2 separate regions of the Sus scrofa genome follow, and region 1 is linked to region 2. A link is a contact called in public Hi-C data. All regions are on one chromosome and are shown on one strand. The core of a region is the stretch at or near the end of the contact, and the rest is flanking DNA. Distances in the headings are between cores, read along the strand shown. Region 1 overlaps MAP7 (ensconsin). Region 2 holds the start of MAP7 (ensconsin).

Region 1 (5,499 bases), core at 1,422-3,921, 110 kb before region 2:
CAGCAGAAAAGGGCTCCAGTTCTCAGCAGGAGAGAGCATCAGGTATTGTCAGGAAAAAGCTGACTTTCCATCAGTCAGCCTAAATGCATTGGAGGAACTGTAAAAATCTGCCACGGAAGGAACAATGATCTATAGTTAGAAAAGTTATGCAGTTTAAACAGGAAACCCCTCTTGTTCAAGGCAGTCAAAGCCACAGTTTGCAAAAAGTGCAGCTATTGATGAACAGAATGCAGTGTCAATTAGATGTACACTCCTGAGGTCTTTCATCTGTTGTAGCTTTTTCTTTGTACTACATCAGGTATATTGCCCTGTAAATTGTAGTAGTAGTACCAGGACTAAAAGATTAAGAAATTTAAAAGGGTAACATTCATGGTCTGTCCATGGCATGCAAGGTACTATATGGTTAGGCCTTTACCTTGTACCCCTTTCCCTCTTAATTACTCTGCTCAGATCTTACTTAGTCCACCTCAGAGCTTGGCCTGTACCTGAAATGTTCTTCTCCCAGATGTCAACACAGGTCTCCCCTTCACTTCCACTGGCTCTCTGCTCAAATGTGACATTAGAGTCCTCTCAACCTATTGAAAATTTCATCCCCACCACTCCCCGCTCTGAGGAGCTCTTATCCCCCGACATAGCACATATTATCTCTTCTAACAGGCTGAGGGAAACAGATAATAACTAGAAAGTAAGACTCATTTGTTCAAGGTTTTCCAGCCTAAAAGGTGTGATAGTAATTATGCTTCAGGAACGCTAAATTTAAAAATGGTACATAAGATGTCCTAAAAAAAAAGTCACTAAATTTACTAATTTATCTTTTTTTTTTTTTTCCTAGGGCCACACCCGTGGCATATGGAGGTTCCCAGGCTAGGGGTCTAATCAGAGCTGTAGCTGCCGGCCTACGCCAGAGCCACAGCAACACGGGATCCGAGCTACGTCTGCAACCTACACCACAGCTCATGGCAATGCCAGATCCTTAACCCAGTGAACAAGGACCAGGGATCGAACTTGCAACCTCATGGTTCTTAGTCTGATTCATTAACCACTGAGCCACGATGGGAACTCTGATTTATCTTTGTCCTCTGAATGAAGAATATACCAAATTTGTACAGCTCTCTCTCAATTACATGTAGTATTAGCTAGCATAGAAAACCAGACTAAATACTAGAAAGGATCTTATCACTATTTTTAATTGCCCAATTTCAAACAGTTTGTTGGCTTTAAATAACAGGGTCAAACATGAACACTGACTGCTCTAACACATGCTCTCATCTCACTTGCCACAAACAAGTTGCTAGTTATTACCACGTGGCGGGTAAAGTTCACACTAGTTACTATTGGCCTATTGCTCACAACTTTAGAGGCAGCCCTTAAAGACCCAAAATTGACAACTGGAACCACTGGTGCTTACTATGGATAGAACAACTATCCATGTATCCTGCAAGGAAGTCTTCCTAAAACTGCTCATAAAGAAGTTAATACTTATGAAAGGTAACCAGAAAGTATCACACAGATTTGCAATACTTTATACACTTTATTATATAGTCACCCCCAGTACACAGCATGTAAAGCCTTGATTAGTAAGCTGTTTAAGGGGTCTTCTCTTTTTAGTTAACTGAAAGATAATTAGGACCACTTGTTTAGAATATATTTCAAGTCTATTCATTTTTTTCTTGCCTTGTTATGTTTGACATAATTTAATCTGTCTCCAGTGACTATCTGCCATGCCCCCAGGTCCAGAAAACAGACATCAATCCTAGCTGAATATTACGCTACAGCAGACGGTGGAGGAGATTAAAAACACATGTTCGGTGCAAGTGACTTTTCCCAATAATCCCTGATGAATCTGTGATAAAAGCGTTCCTTTTTTTTCCCTACTGTAATTTGCTTTGTCTTAAAACGCAAATGTAAAAAATAAATTTCAATTAAGCTGGAGGTCTGGTTACTTGCATGCCAGTTGATCTCTATTTTGAACTTTTATTAAATCCACTCGAGCTGAACATCTGTCTGCCCTGCTTTATTATCTGGATCTCAGGAATTCATTTCTACCACAGCAGACCTTCTGAGCCCTATTCATAACAAGACAAATTTAAAACCCATCTTAAAATTCATTCTGTTCATATAAAACTAATGGGTTAAGTTTAGTAAAATAAAGGTAATTCTAAAAGTGGTCAGGTGGTTTAGCCCAAGATCATGTGCTGTTAATTTTTAACCATTAGATTGAAACTTTGTCTAAAGTTTTCAGGCCATATTTTTGCTTTTATAGCAATCATTTCCTTCCACGCCTGTAAGGGTCCTCATTTCTCCAAAAACCTCTGGTTAACACTATCATGGCAGGAGGGAAGACAGATTCAGACAGACTGGGGTTAAACTGTGAGTCCTACTTACTAGCTGAGTGACCTTCTGAAAGCTTCTTGATGTCTCTGCATAGATAATATGGGGGCGAAACTGCCAAACTCACAGGGTTACCGGGAGGATTAGCCGAAAAGGTGTATGTAAATCCATGATACAGGTTGGCACATAGAAGGTGTTTGGCAAATATTCAGCCCTCCTTCTCTCAACTTTTACACTCTTCTTGGAGGTCCTGGGCCTCCCACACTTAACGGCACTCTACAGTGTGGAGCTCTGTGTCTGTGGTTGTGCAGGAGGCGGTATGTGCTTTGGAGTCAGCTGACCTGGCTCTGCCGCTTGTGAGCTGTGAATCCTCAGCCCGTCACTCACGCTTACGGTCTTAATTTCCCCATCTGGAGCGAAGGAACACCTGCAGGTCGTGAAAATGAACTGAGACTGCTGGGTCCACTGCAAGGCTGGAGAAATGGTGGAAGGTATTTCCCGTCCTCCCCCTATTCCTACACAAAGGTGGGAAACGGGGTTTCTAGTTCCTCTGGGCTGTGCTGGCTCAGTGCTAACAGGAAAAGCAGACCTGTATCAACTTGGTGACAGTGGTCCTGGGGAGCAGAGTCTAGCTCTGCTGCTGCTTTCAGGGGTTTTCAGCTCAGCTACAATCCCATCTCTGGGGGCCTCAGGTAGGTAGGACTTATTGGCAGGGTTTTCAGGATACAACCTGGCTTGGGAAAATCATCTGTCTCTCTGGGGCTTGGAGAGATAACAATTTTCTGAAATTTAATACCTTCCAAGTTATCATCACATTAAGTATGAGCCTTAAAAAACCAACCAACTAAAAAAACCCCGGAGTTCCCATCGTGGTTCAGTGGTTAATGAATCCGACTAAGAACCATGAGGTTTCGGGTTCAATCCCTGGCCTCACTCAGTGGGTTAAGGATCCGGCGTTGCCACGAGCTGTGGTGTAGGTCGCAGACATGGCTCAGATCCTGCGTTGCTGTGGCTCTGGTGTAGGCTGGTGGCTACAGCTCTGATTAGACCCCTAGCCTGGGAACCTCCACATGCTGCGGGTGCGGCCCTAAAAAGAAAACAAAACTAAATAAAACCCCTTCAATTATAATAACACGAAAATAAAATCTTCTGAGAGGCTTTTTTTTTTTTTTTAAACAAAGTGCAGTGTGCTTTACTGTTCGAGAACACAATGAAAAAAGCAATTTACTCATTTAAGATTTTCAACATTTAAAAATCTGGAAATTCTAGGTAACTAGCAGGTTAGGATCACATGTACTACTTTTAAATTTACCATTAAAATAATACTATTTTTAAAACGACTCAGGTAACATTCCAGGATTATTTATTTCAATCTCTTTTCCTTCATTTTTTTTTTTAAAGAAAATTGAGCCATATACTATGATGCTCAGTCAGTCTTTGCTAGCCTTATAAAATTTTTATTGATCTTCCTGCTGGCTTGAAAGCTTTATTCCATTAGTGTCACATGTGAGAGTGTGAAAGACAAGAGGATGGATGGAGAGAAGCACCCTTGTGGTCTGGGACTGTCTCTAAATCACTCTGCAACAGAATAGGGAGGCAGCGGACACTTGGAACTTTTGAGTAAAAATCCTGCAGCCTCAGGAAGTGCCACAAATGTATCTCTATAACGCACATCCTCTAAGATTTATTGCATTCTTTGCAAAACCCTCCCCTCAGCTTCATGGCGTTCTCACTGCTCTGTTTCTATTTTTGGCTGTATGGTCTGACTGAAGCATCTCCTCTCAACCATCGAGGTAACTGGTCCAACAAATGCTTAATTTAGTAAAAAGGCTTACTCTTGGAGGATATTTATGGCTACAATCTCAGGGACCATGCTGAGTTTAAACTCACTGAATGATAGGTGGTCTTGACATCTACTAAAAATAATGTTTTTCTGTCACTATTTTAAATAAAATATGGCATGTGGGCTGGGAAATAGTACACCTTGAGGCTTCGACCCCCAGCTCTGTATGGGTAGGACTTTGTAGAAAACAGCCCCCGGGGCTACACACACAGCCTTAGGAGAATAAACCAGAAGACAGAACTAGAGGTTGAACTGCACACAACTGCCATTTTTGTAGTAACAAATCGGTGAATCTTGCAACTTCGTGTCTCAATCTCATCCTTTCAATCTACCTGTGCAGAAGAGTTAACGTGGCAGGCCTGTGCGTGCTGTGCCTTTAGAAAGGCCTGATTTAGCTTCATGTCTTTTTGCTACGATAAATCTTGGCCGCAAGTATGACTATATGCTGAGTCTTCTTAATGAATCAATCACAGAACCTGAATCACAAATAGCTTATTTGAAAATCTGGCCACAGAATACTGTTATGGTAACTTAAGAATGTGACTGGTTCAAAATCATATATGATAAAGATTACAGGGTAACTCTTGGGTAATTCAGTGTTTCACCTAAAATTTTCTACTTTATGAGATCTTTCTGCTCCTTAACCTGACAGTTAAAATTGATTCTAATATAGCTGCCAGGAATACTGTAACTTTTAAGTCACAGCCCTTAAATGTTTTATCCAATATTATTTATGAAAGTTGCATTAAATGAGGAGGACATAATGCCATCTCATAACTAATGACTTTTATGATTATTCCAAATAATGGAGAGCTTTTTCAGTTGAAATTCCTCATTTAAAGTGAAGTTTGGAAAAATGATCGAAGCTCACAAAGTCGGCATTAGGCAAACCTAGGTTTAATTTTCCCTTTTGCTTCCGTTTTCTTCCCACTTGCATTTGTTCAAGTCAACACCCTCCTGCAGGGGACAGACACCTTGTGCTCTGTACTGACCATGATATTAAGTGAATAACGCAGCTTTTCTACGACTTTTTCCTTTTCCGGGTCCCTAATTCTAGGGAACTTTGAACTCCTCCTCCCCGCCCCCCCCCAGTTTCTCTTCAGAAAAGTTCTCTCCTATTAAGGCCTAAAGCACAGTTTTGAACTCACTTTCAAGTCTGCATTTATAAACAGTCCCCCGCCTCTAGGGAGACTTCATGTATGTATCACTTGAAACTATGTCAAAAGCTGAACTAGCTGTCCTCACAAAAGCAGCCAACCGCGATGTCAGTCTCTTTGTTACTATCAGAGGAACCACCATATTCCCAGGCTCCGAAATGTTACGTA
Region 2 (5,967 bases), core at 815-3,314:
ATTATAAAGTACAATTATTCAAAAAACCATATATAAAATTTGCCCCTTGGAAACAGAAGTTTCCAGGCAGAGATGTGGAAGAATTGTTTACGATGATGGAGATGGTAGCCAATTAAATTAAATTCCCTTCTTCATAAAGGAAATATTTCACTGATGGCCACTCAACTGATTTCTAGGTTGTCAGAAGCATGACCAATTTGTTCGTTAATATGCTCAGGCACTGAATAAGCTAGATGTAGTTCATTTACATCTGAACAACTTGTTCATGTGCGGATTCTAGCAAGTGTTTGTTTGTTTTGGCGCATAAATCGCTGCGTATTAACTCACCGGAACAATTTTGTTTCAGAAGTATTTTTTTTTTCTTCTTCTTTGTGGGGATTAGGCACCAAACCAATTTATATTTTCAGTGTGGGTGCTGCCCTTCTTCCGCTCTCCTCAACTTGGGGAGCCTAACCCTCAGCGCCCAGTTTATCAAGTTCCCCAAAACAATTACAAAGGCATGTCCTCCTGATTACCCCTTCCCCACCCCAAACCAAAATAATGACCTGCCAATCTTTCCAGCACATTAAGACGAAATAAACCACCCTACAGGAAGTAGGGTGACTTCAAGTAAACAAGTTCAAGATGCCTTGTCTTAACCTCAGGTATTTTGGCTGGAGGGATTAAGTCATTAGACTTTAGGTGCCCAAACAACCTAGCAGAACAGATGCATCATTTGAAAATACTGTTATAGCTTGTCTGAACCTTTCACGTTAAAATAAGCATACCATTTAAATTAACACTGTTTTTGAGGGTGGGAGGAATTTTACATCTAGGAAACAATTGTTCCCGATTATATGTGAGCAGAAAAATACAATACCACTGGAGAGGCTGCAATTTGAGTTTCTTTTTAAAATAAGAAACAGCCTCACCGCCCCCATTCCAAGTGTAGGAAGGTATCAGAAACAATTTACTGGCCAAGAATAGAAGAGAGGACTGGGAGAGAGGGGTAGATCTGCAAGACGGTCTCAAGGAAAAAAAAAAAAAACCAACCTAACAAAAACAAAACCGTATCTCGAGGGGGAAAAACGTCTACATATAATAAGATGGGGGAGGGGAGGACTTAATGCTCTTGGAGATTTGAGCTCCTGCCCCTGACCGCGGGGTGGAGGCTGCGAGGAGAGGGGGGTCTTCAACACTGCAGCGCCCTGATCAGATTGGGTTGGTAAACGGACTAAAAACATCAACGCAGAGGGCCCTTCCAAGTCAGCCAATCTCTGAGCGCCCAGCAGCACCCGCAGTTGCCCAGCTTCCGACAAGCAGCCCCCAGCCTCCCGACCCCCCGATCTCAGCGGGTGGTTAACTGCGGACTCCCGGGCGGCGAGCGGGCGCTGCTCACGCGGGACCATCGCACCCGACCGAGCGCGAGGCTGCGCCACTGGCGTCGGGCGACCCCAGCACGTAGTGTGCAGGTTAAGGCGGGAGGGTTTGCGCGGAAACGGATAACCCTGCGGGGAGCACCTGGCCTAGGATTTTTCCGGCTGGTGGTTTGGTTCGGGGATACGATTTTCCCATTCAACTGAATTAGACCCAACCCGGCAAGTGGGAGGTGAGAGGCCAGCGTTTCTCCATTTCCTCCTCTCTCCTGCGCTCCTTGGAGCGTTTGCACCTGTTGGGAAGTCGAAGAGGAGCGCAAGAGGGGCGGCCGGAACTGGGGCCGGACGCCGGCGGACTTGGACGCCCGGGCCAAGCGGCCGACGCGCGGCTGCGGACGGCGGAGGGCAGGCGCGCTCCGAGCCCGGTGCGCGGCGTGCCGGGGCGGCCGTTCCCGGCCGCGGCCGGGCGGGGGAGGGGAGCGCCGGGGCCCCGCGCTAGCCCCCCGGCCCCGCTTACCGCTCCCTCGCCCGCGCCCGCCAGACCCCCGCCTGCCCCCGCGGCGCAGTCACCTGTTTCGCTGTGCGCAGCGCCGTCGCCGCCCCTGTGGCTGTCGCCGCCAGCTCCCAGGTCCGCCATGGTGCTCCGATGACGCGCCTGGAAAGCCGCTCCGCCCTCTTCCTCGGCTTGGCTCCCGCCGGTCCCCCGCCCCCGGGGCCCGCGGCCCAGACAGGTGAGCGCCGTCAGGGGAGGGCGGAGGGAGGAGGGAGCGAGCGCCCGCGAGCCTGCTGTCGCCTGGGCCCGGCGCTCGTGCGTGCCCCCTGGTGGGCAGGTGCGGCGAGGCAGCCGCTCTGACCGACGCTCCTGGGTTTGCCCAGACAGCAGCTGGCAGAGTTAGGCGCCTGGGCTGTGAGCTTCTGGTTCCCGCTGCCGGCTCCTGGAGGTCGGTAGGGGGGTCGGTGGCACTAGGGACTGGGACGGTCTGAGGATCAGTCGAAGCGAGGCGAGAACATCCAGACGCTCTGTTCCGCTCTGAGCTCTGAAGTGGCCAGGTCAGTGTTAGTTTCGCCAGGGCCGGGGTTCATGGTCCCAACTGCCAGAGTATGATGCCACGTGGAAAGCCGAAGTACACAGGCCAGATTCTACTCGGGGATCCAGTCTTGATCTGCGTTTTAGGACACTACTGATGATGACCTGTATCTTCCCGAGGCTTCTGATTCTGGAGCCGCAGAGCGTACAATTTAGTGAAACTCGTGCCCAGTGAAGTTGCTTTTCTTATTCTTGCTTGTCGATTAGCAATTACCTTGTGACTTCAGACTTGCTCCGGAAGACCAGGAAAAAAGCAAAAGGTAGCAACCTTTTCATTTTGTAGAGAAACAGATTATTCGCTGCGGAGAAACCAGTTTCTGCTCTAACAAGCAAATAAATGTTAAGCAACAAAATGCTGAGGGGGGAAAAAGTAGCCTGTATAAATGGAAACATAAAGGAACAAAATCAAGCAGCGATCAGTTCTGCCTGGTTACACAGAACTGCACTCCCACGGCCTCGGTTGGCTGAACACAACCAGCAAGCTCCCAACAGTTCAAAAGCCTCTCAAGGACTTTAGCAGAATCTAATGGACACCCAAGCGTGTCTGAGAAGTGTTGGATTTCTTGCTAGGGTGACAGTTCTCACATCCGTGCCTACAAATCCTGCCACTCTGAGCCCGGGAGTGGCCTGGCTTTATTTGGTTCACTGGGTCACTGGCTAACTAGGTAGAGGCTTTGATTAAGGACACTTCTGCTGTAGTTATGTTTGTAGTTACAGATTTTCCCTTAGTTCCTTTTCTACAACAGATTAGGTAAACTGATCCTTTAGCCCATGGTCTTCCTAAATTGCATTCAGATCACTCTTATCACACTTCTAATCAATACAAATAAACCACCACGTGGGTAGAAGTAGTTTTAGACCTCAGCTTGGGCTCAAGCGAAGATATTTTTTTACTACTTAAGCCATGAGAGTTTAAGACACTTTCCTGGGATCATCAGAAAGACTCTTGGCTGAATTTAGAGCATAGAGTTCTCTGGAAGAACCTAGGGAAAAGGAAGCAATTTGTTTTCAGCCTTCTGGTATACCATCTTCTTAAACCAGTGAGTTCTTTCTTTGACATCCCTATCACCTCCATCAAAAAGTGAAGACAGAGTTATCGGTGTTTGCATTTGTGTATGTGTGGTTTTTGGTTTTGTGTACATTTATCCCTCTCCCATTCTTTTGATAACTTATGTATCAGCTTGTCAAAAGTTATACAAAAATAAATGAGTAGGAAACATAACGAAATTCTGCACAAAGGTCCCTGTACAGACTTTGCATTCCAAACCTCACGCGGTGTCTGGAACAGGGTGGCCTGTTGCAGGAGTGCGGGATTGCGGGAATGGAGTGCGGGATTGCGGGAATGGAGTGTGGGATTGCGGGAATGGGTGACATCTGCTAAATGTCACACACCACCACGTTGTACTTCATGTTGTACTTTGCTTAGAACACAGAAGCCATCTGTCCTGAGCTCCCACGGCCATCTCAAAAGCTCTCCAAAACATCACCATCCCCTTTCCAGGGGAGGAGTTGAACTTCTTAATGCCACCCACGCCCCTCCTGTCTCCTTTGTAACTTCATCCCTCCTTTCTCCCTACGTGTCTTCATTCAAAGGGCTCTGTCTTGTCTTTGATTCTGAAAATCTCTTCCTTTGACTCCCTCACAAATCAATTGTCATACCTGTTGCTCACCAAAGGTAATAAATGTGTGGACTTTGTCTGGTGCCATCTTCATCTTACCATCTTTGTTTAGCCAGCTATGGTCTTTCTCACCTGTTTTTAAAAACTTTCCAGGTCACAAAATCAAATGACCTGTTATTATCATTTTTTTTTTTTTAAACCCAGCATTCTCCTAGAATTTCTGCAGCCCTTACCCCTGATCATCTGCCTCTTGGTTTACACAACTGGCCTGGTTTTTCTCATTTCTCTGTGGTCAGTTCTCATCTTTTTTTTTGCTGATTTAAATTCCTCCTCCTTCTCAACTCAACCTGAAACATTCCTCCTCCTAAAACGAGGAACCTTTCTATCACTACCGTTTGGCACAGCTCTCACTTACTATTATCTCCATCCAAGTGACTCCTAAATCCAGAATCTATACCCTTGACCTCAGTCCTGACTTTCACCAGTGCATTCTCAAGGGTCTCCACACATTCTAGCCTGATGCCCTGCCATTAATTCAGCATGTCCCAAACCAGCTCCCTCTTCAAACTTGCCTATTTTTTTTTTATTACTCAATGAATTTATCATACCTGTAGTTGTACAATGATCATCACAATCCAATTTCAAACTTGCCTATTTTTGGATTCTTCTCTTACTCACATAGACTCAGCATCTATCCTTTCCTCTGCTTTGTCCTCACTGCCCAAATCAGATTTCCCTCATCTTGTCAATTCATTGTTTAACTCCTATTGTTCTTACTCCTTCTAGACACTCATTCACATCTGAAACAGTCTCTGAACTTCTCTAATTTCATTCCCTCTAATTTACCCAACCCAACTTCTTCAGGTTAATCTTCTAATACACAACTATTTTACACACACTCCTGTGCTCAAAAACTTTCATAGATCCCACATTTCTGCGGAATGAAATACTAACTTCACTTCCTTCCCTGACCACCCCCAATCATATTCTGAGCTCTCTTCTTCCATTTTCCACGTTTCACCTCTAAAATTTGTATTTCCAGCCAAGTTAGAGCTAAAATGAGTTAGATTTTTTTTGTGTGCCTTAATGCAATGTAAAAGTCGTTGATTTTCTCTAGAACACCTTGAAAATCTCTTTCTGCCTTTATTCTTGGTGCTCTCTGCCCAGAATGATGTCTCCAGTCCTGACTAGTTCAGTACTTCCTTTCTTTGCAAGACCCAGTTTGAGATCCACCTCCTCAGTGAAGCCTCTTCCACCTGCCCTGGCTCCCAGCAAACCTGTCCCCTGAACCTCTCCAGGGTCACTGAGCTTGCCACTTGTCCAGCCTTTAACACAGATGAGATGTGATTTCCTACTGCAAATTTGTCTCTTTGATGAGATTAATTACTCTGTCTTCTCTTTCCTCACAGGTGTCCATAAAGTCTGGAGCCATTGATTGTTTTATTTGTTTACACACTGCAGATGTCTGTGATAACACACATGCATTGCCTGCACTCTTAACTTGATGGACTTCATGCATTTCTTTTGTGATGCTACAGTGCCTCACACAGAGCAGGCATTCCAGTGGGTTAGCAATATTTCTTCACTGCCAAGTTTAGGAATGAATGAAAAAAAAAAAAAATGAAATGACAGAAGTTGGAGAAAGAAGTCAAAATGTGATTAAAAAGAAACATTGGATCTACTTTTCCAAGCAAATTCCAGTTTTGTTTCTCACCACCTGTGCATAATTGTTTGGTTACAAATGGTCTTTCTGGGCTCAGGGCTCAGTGCTGACCTTCTCCTCTTCTCTGTAAAGCTTTTCTTGATTCCCTCTGGCAGTCAGATGTAACCATAGCATTTGCTACATGTACTCTTGTCTATTGTCTAAATTCCACCTCTGACAGTGAATTTCAGGGACAAGACCTGA

The links. A called contact is a pair of places that touch in the nucleus more often than the background predicts.
Region 1: a Hi-C map of liver shows a contact between it and region 2, with 4 times the contacts expected there. The contact joins the enhancer-like site here to the promoter of MAP7 in region 2. A contact is called at or near these places in 2 of 5 promoter capture datasets (fetal liver and liver) and 7 of 47 Hi-C or Micro-C datasets (embryonic fibroblasts, epiblast stem cells, heart right ventricle and 1 more).

What each region holds. Positions count from the first base shown.
Region 1 is chr1:27,710,188-27,715,686 of Sscrofa11.1, reverse strand. The region is part of intron 1 of MAP7 (ensconsin); the gene reads right to left. It overlaps LOC110256640 (a long non-coding RNA gene), which reads right to left. Exons shown (of 2, transcript XR_002338427.1): 2 at 3,718-5,499. Among named protein-coding and RNA genes, the nearest start is that of MAP7, 110 kb to the right of the region's middle. Within about 2 kb of position 2,671, at least 13 of the 83 cell types and tissues checked have an H3K27ac peak or open chromatin away from gene starts, as enhancers often do. A contact at or near this core is called in fetal liver and liver, where this site is marked.
Region 2 is chr1:27,602,120-27,608,086 of Sscrofa11.1, reverse strand. It overlaps MAP7 (ensconsin), which reads right to left and starts at 2,064. Exons shown (of 17, transcript XM_021072662.1): 1 at 1,926-2,064. The coding sequence starts at 1,992.